Regions from separate parts of the Triticum aestivum genome. Here region 1 is linked to region 2. Evidence: chromatin contacts called from public Hi-C data. All regions are on one chromosome and are shown on one strand. Each heading gives the region's core, a stretch centred on a gene start, on an enhancer-like site or on the middle of the called end of the contact. The rest is flanking DNA. Distances are from core to core; before and after follow the strand shown. Region 1 holds the start of LOC123078854 (transcription factor LATE FLOWERING). Region 2 has its middle 57 kb from the start of LOC123078854.

Region 1 (3,339 bases), core at 488-2,987, 57 kb after region 2:
CAAAAGTTGGCTTGGCCTTCTATAAATAGAAGGCATCAACAAACTAACAAGACTGTTAACTAGTATTAAACCTAAATTCATAGTAGTGCCAAGAAAAATAATAACAGGTGAGCATGATAGTAAGCGTACGTGTGACGACAATATCACGTGCCTCCCAATCAAAAGAGCTAGTACATGACAAATCAATATGTTGGAAGCAAACTAAATAACGTACGTTCACTAGATCGATCAACAATGCTACTTTTCCTTGAAAGACGATAACGCCCTTCCTTAAGGATACCAGAATTGTAATTCTCCCAAGCTATCATTGCAGCAACGCCCTAAAGAACAAGATTATTCAGACCTCTGACCTGCTCTTATTTTATTACTTGCACAACTTTGTACCCATCCTTACACAATGGCAGTATCATATTCAGAGCGAGTTAAAGCCTGCCATGTGCACAAATACTCAGCGCTAGTTTGACGACCAACTCATGTTTACTGTTGACTGAGGGGGTTAACCAACCAACATGTCGTCACTGCCTCACAAAGCTAACGCAAGTGCTATCCTCCAAACTGTCAAACATCTCCATTTCGTGGGAGATCTTTAAAAAAATAAAAAATACACGCATGTAAAACAAAGCTCTAGACTCCAAATCTTACGAAATCGGTTGCCTATCATCATCAATGCGTGGTCCTATACTCTACATGACCCTATCATATACAGAGATTTTATGGGCCCTCCTATCTTGTTTTAACCAAAATAAAAAAAGGATGTGAAAACATGCAAGCATTAAATTTCTCTTTGTTTTTTGAGGTGTCTTTGTTTCCCTCTCCTTGCTTTGTCGTCATAGTTTTGTCTGCTTATCCCCCAATTTGCATCTACTCTCCAGCAACCTGATGTAGATCCCTTGTCATCTTGCTCTCTGTAAAAGGATTTAACTAGTAGTAAGATCCATGTTGCTTCACCGTTAACTTATACTACTACACTTATGGTTGGAACGGATCATTTTTACTGTTTATAATATAATATAGGTAGGAAATCATCCATGTCCAAGAGAGAGAGAGAAAACTGCACAAATTGCTTATGAGAGGTACCAAAAGGTGTAAGCGAGAGGGGGCCGGGTAAACCAAATATGGCTTGCTCCTTCACCTTGTGCCTCGTGGTATCACATAATGGGCAAAAATATAGTAACAAAAAGTTACTACCGCTGAAACGGACAGGACAGCGTGGCAGTCACCAACCTCTTCTGATTCTTCAGTCTGAATCCAAAGGCAAAAAAAGGCTACCAGAGCCCCAGGAACAAGCAGGATGCTTTAGATCAGAGACCAAATTAAGTAAGTGGAATCCTTTTGCTCGATCTTTTCCTAGAAAACGGACGAATTTCTCCCTGCCTCTGCATGCACACAACCCATTTTTACTTCACGGTTTAATTTTAGTACATGTACATAATGTGTCTCTCCAGATATTTTTGTAATCGAAGACCTGGCTAGGAGGTTCTACACTACATGTAGTGAGAGTGTGATGGGGTAAACCCCTGCACTGCACTGCAGATTACGTACGTAGGTGGTGCAAAAAACAAAATGAAGCATTGTTGAAAACAGAAGCGTAAGCTGTGTAAGATACATAAAGATTACAGATTTGGACAAGTATTTATGAGAGCGCGTCATCAGCTGTGCAACTTCATGTGCTCTGCTGCCCACTCATCATCATCCTTTCCCAACTGAACAGCCCCACAGGAACAGAGAACGCTACGCTATGCTATGCTAGGGGAGAAAGAGAAACCATCCCATATGCTTCGACTACTCTCGTTTTCCACACAGAGAGAGCTTGCTACTACTGTATATACATAGAGCCATCATACACACATGGACACATAGAGCTAGCTTAGCCATCTATAAAAGAAGCCCCATATACTGCCATAAACCGGAGGACCATATCCCACACGTATGATCTGTATTGTCTTCTCCCTCTCCTTCTCAGAGCTAGCATAGCATAGATCCAGAGCTTCTTTCCCGGAAGTAAGCTAGGTTGCTAGACCGGCCGGCTTGCTCTCGATCAGGTCCAAAGCCATCGATTGATCAATCATCTGCTCTGTTGCCATTAGAGTGGTCTACTCCTCTCTGCAAGACGCAGGTAGGTCTACATCTATCTATCCACAGTGTCTAGTACTTCAAATCTCCGGCTGCATCTTCTCCTCCTCCTTTTCATGCATGGTAGCTTGCTTGGTTGGGTACGGTCTATGAAGAAATTTGCTTCTTGCTGGCTCGAGGTCTCAGGCTCTTTCTTGGCTTATTCCAGGTCGATCGAACCCGCTGCGCGTCTCTCGGCCTTGCTCGCCGGCGTTTCTTGATGACGTGCTAGCTCCCTGCCCAAGGAGTTGCCGGCCTTGGAATTGGATCGGTCTTTCAAGCTGTGCTCCACCATCGGCGGCGAAGTTAGCTGGTGCCTCCCATTGTTGTTCCATCCAGCCATCTGGTTTCATCTCACAGGTATGGCGAGCTGCAAAGAATCTATACGCATACTGACTAGCACATATAGTTAGAGAATGCGGTTTTATGCATGCACACTTAATCAGGCTGCTTAGTACTAGTACAGTACCAGATAGTCCTATATATTACAGCAAAATATTTGAGGCCGGCGGGGTGTAATAACCTACTTTTCACATAAAGAGACATGTGCATGGCAAGTCGAGTAGGATTCTTGAGATTGGTAGTAAGTCGTAGAGTATAGCAGATGGCGGTGTAATTATAGGGTTCGAGACATCTCCGGTTTCTCTCCCCCGGCCGGCCGTCCTTGTCCGCCCATCAATACCTCGCCCGCGTGACACTGCTCCCTGACGTTCACGTTTCCACCCCGGCCGCGGCCCACCCCCCTCCACTCCATGCCTCAATTTTGATTCCCTCCTCCTCGATCGTATTCGTGTCATTCATAGTATCACTCTATTTACAGCCGAGAATAATATATGCTAACGCTTTCACTCTCTGTTACGTGCAGCCGTCCCAGAATCCCTGCGCCAGTCGCTGCCTAGTTAATTAGCTTCTCCCGGCGGCGGCGATGGACACCTTCGGCTGGTCCGGCCCCGGCCTGCACGACGACGCCTACCTGCCCCGTCCTGTCAGCCAGCTGAGCTGCGGCCGGTTCGACCTGGACGACGCCTTCCTCGGCCAGCTCCAGTGCGACTTCGGCGGAGGAGGCCAGGTGAGCTCGAGCTACGGTGCTGCCGTCGGAGGCGCAGCGGTTAATAACGGCCCGCTGGGATTCTTTGGCTCGGGGGTCGACGTGTTCTCGTCCGTCGTCGACGGCGCCAGCGCGCACGACGGCCTGCTCGACTCGGCGCTCGCCTTCTCCAGCGTGCT
Region 2 (3,494 bases), core at 536-3,035:
ATGACATGCATTAACATTTTGTCAGTTAAATATATGATTAAATTTTAGCACAAAATATGAAGATGACCAATAAACCAGGACGGAGGTAGTAGTATGTATGTTTACAATCATTTTCTCATTTTTTGTCTTTGGAATTCATACTTCAAATACTAATTAAGTACCACATGATAAAGCTTCAAAAAATATGACCACATCTTTGACTATCAAAAATTTAATGCATGTAACAGAAAAATATGGTCAAAAAATATCATCACCATCAAAAATTTGATATCAGTGATATTATTTTTGTTAGTACACATAATTTATATTTTATTATTTTTTGGGGGGATATATTTTATTAGTTAGAGCTATAGTCAAAATATTATTCAAAATACGAGGGGACTAGGTAAGGCCGGGCTGAGGTAGTAACAAACATTTTTTTAGTCAACCTCCCAAGGATGTTTGACCGATTACCAACTTGCAGGGACGATGCAATTAGTCTGCTCTTGGACCACCTGCTGTGTGTTAGTCGCCTCACACAGATACAATGCACCGCACACAGCAGATTAACGCCTCTGCTTAATCATTCAAAAGTGTTGACTACGCCTTACATTAGCCATTAATAGACGACCAACAGTTGAATGATGCACAGATAGATCGCTCGGTAGGAGAAGGGTTGGACTAGGAAGATCGATCTGCTGGTCCCCGGCCTGCACAACAACCTTCGAGTAAGTAGCACGGGTCCGGCGAGTGAAGAGCACAGATCGAGCCGCTGCAACCGGAACTACATTTTCATGCACTCAGGCTGGTCATAGTGGGGAGTAACTTATATTAGTGTCGTGCATATGACACTAGTCTAAGTTACTATCTTCATAGTACAAAGTAACTAAGTAGTAGTGTTATAGATGGTTTCATTTATTAGCTCATAGACTCATTTTGTTTCGGGAAGCGCTATGTTACAGTAACATATTATGTTACCACAAGCACCTCTTTCCTTATTAAATACTTGTCACATAAGCAAAATTGTGTTGGGATGTGTTAAGTTACTATCTAAGTTACCCCACTATAGCTAGCCTCATATGGCTCCACTCCAGCTAGCCATCTAACGGTAACCTAATGGAGTAATGGTAAGACCGACCAGATACCGCTTCCATCTATTCTTGCCTCCCTATCAAATTTAGGAGGAGATCCAAGAAGAGGATACAAAGGAGCGGTAGAAGTTCTGTTCATGATGTTCATCACGGGCAGTGGAATGGGCATGGGTGCATGTCCAGCGGAATGGCAGAGAAATGTTCCTGCGCTGCGCTGCGTGCGTACGTGCATTTCCAGCGCGCGCTCTCGGCATCGGCCATCAAAGTGGAGCTAGGCTAGGTGGAGGTTGGTGCATCAATTCGCGCCTCTCGGATGAGCACGGACACATCTCGACGCCGACGTGATCGGGCCCCGGAAACAAAAGCCACCACCCATCCCTCTCCCCAATCCGTATCCGCCCGCGATCCGCCTCCGCGAAACTGGTGGCGTAGAAGCCCTCTGAAGGCCGCGCGCTGGATTCTTACGACGGCGACGGGCACGATGACGGGGACGGCGGGCGCGCGCGGGGACAAGGCGAGAGCATTAAGCCGGCCAGTGACAGCGTGCATGTACAGGGACCGGTTCTTGGAGCCCCCGGGGGGGCCGGGGGCCGGGAGCGATCGCTCTGGGCGGCCGGGTGAGCTGAACTGACCGGGCAGGCCAGGGGAGCTGCGAGAGGGCGCGTCCGCCATAATTGAGGTCTGACCTGCAGGCTGCGCCCTCAGGGTGGTCCGTGCGGGCGACAGGGACGTGTGCTGCCGCGCGCGCTCCCGCTGGGCGCGTGTCCGGCCCATCTCGCCTAGCCCTCCCCGCGGGCGACCGGGGCACGGCAGAGCGCGCGCGGGCGCGGGGCGAGGGATCGGATCGGAGGAGGAGGAAGCAACGGGGAGCGAGCGGCCATGCCGATTAAATGTGGGGGCTCGATCCGGGGGCAGAGTGCGCGGCCTGCTTACTTCGCCCAGCTCAGCTGCGCGCAACACGTATGTATCATACCGGATCCGGGATCCCGCCAGAACGACATGAACGCTAATACGACATGCACCCCTACCTTGGTCCAAGGAAATACTACTACAAAGATCTTGCTGGGTATCGATCATGTAGAAAGTAGAAACTAGTGGTATGGTGCGCAGTAGCATTCCGGTAGTTTCATGCGAGTAGACTCATCACTCAACCAACCTATGGGCATTGCCAAAATGGTCCATGCGTAGGATACCTGAGAGGTTGCTTTTAGAAGCACTAGCGCCGAACATGGTGGGATCAATGAAGCTTCAATGTCGGAGATCGCAACTCCGGTGGTCCAACGCTAGGGTATCAAATGTGTCCTGCTGCATTATGGAATTTATTTACGGGGTTCCACGGAGTAGAGTAGTTAAAGCATCTCCACTCGCGCTTCCAACATGCCCTCCCGGGCTCTTCTTTTAGCGTCGGCGCCGAAAAATCGGTCCAGTTGCCCACATGGCCTTGTTTATCGCCGGTTTGGGCCGAAATAACAGCCGGCGAACCCGAGCCGATCCCAAGCCCCCGGGGGTCGCCTGGGGGCGCCGGCCGAAGCGAAAAGGCGCGTGGGTCCGCTCTGTCGGCGAGAGAAGGCCCTTTTTCCCGCCGATCCCCCCGCTTTTCCCTCTCCATTTCCCTCCATTCCCCCCTTCTGCCCCTCTTCTCCCGCCATTCTCCTCCATCTCCCCTCCATCCGGCCACCATGCCGCCGAAGAAGTACACGGCCCCTCGCGCCGCTACCGATGCCGATGCCACCCAGCCAAAGCAGAGAAAGCCGACGTGCAGCCGTCCAAACCGACTAGAAGGCGGAGATTCAGCGCCGGGAGGCTGTCACCACCGATCGTCGGAAGAGGCTCAACGCCAAGAGGGCCCGGGACAGGGCGGCGGCGGCTGCGGCGGAGCAGGCAGAGGCGTCTCGCGCGGCGGAGCAAGCAGAGGTGTCTCATGCGGAGATGATGAATCCACCCGGCGGCCATGGCCCGCACGCTCCCTGGAGCCAGCAGAGCGTCAGGTCGCCGGCTGGTTTCTCGCCGTCGACACACCCCTAGGGTTGCGCGCCCTCGCCTAGCTACGCCGACGGCGACGTGCACGGCGGGTTCAACCCCAACATCACCTTTCCACATGGCCACCCCGCCCAGCGCACGCCCTCACCCGCGTTCACCGGCGTCCAGTACCCCCCTACACCTACTCACCGCCGGCTTACGCAGCCTCCCCGACGCCGCCTCTGCGCCGTGACGCACTGCACTTCTCGCAAGCCTCGTCGTCGCATCTCGGCAACCCCGACGCACGGAAGCCGACATGGACGACATCATCACGAGCGGCTCGGCCGCCGCCGCCTTCCCCAGGTTCAATGCTCAAGACGATACAATGGACCTCACCGGCGACATGGACGACGAGCTCGACTATGGCGAGGAGGAGGAGGAGGAGGAACCGGCGCCTGCTCCGGC

Evidence for each region. A called contact is a pair of places that touch in the nucleus more often than the background predicts.
Region 1: a contact with region 2 is called in a Hi-C map of leaf, with 5 times the contacts expected there. The contact joins the promoter of LOC123078854 here to the enhancer-like site in region 2. A contact is called at or near these places in 5 of 5 Hi-C or Micro-C datasets (leaf, root and an unstated tissue) and 1 of 1 datasets of contacts at active chromatin or transcription factors (leaf).

Annotation. Positions count from the first base shown.
Region 1 is chr3D:355,441,194-355,444,532 of IWGSC CS RefSeq v2.1, forward strand. LOC123078854 (transcription factor LATE FLOWERING) reads left to right here and starts at 1,738. Exons shown (of 3, transcript XM_044501496.1): 1 at 1,738-2,116; 2 at 2,282-2,472; 3 at 2,978-3,339. The coding sequence starts at 3,038.
Region 2 is chr3D:355,384,201-355,387,694 of IWGSC CS RefSeq v2.1, forward strand. No RefSeq gene overlaps it. Among protein-coding and RNA genes, the nearest start is that of LOC123078854, 57 kb to the right of the region's middle. Within about 2 kb of position 1,786, at least 4 of the 8 cell types and tissues checked have an H3K27ac peak or open chromatin away from gene starts, as enhancers often do. A contact at or near this core is called in leaf, where this site is marked.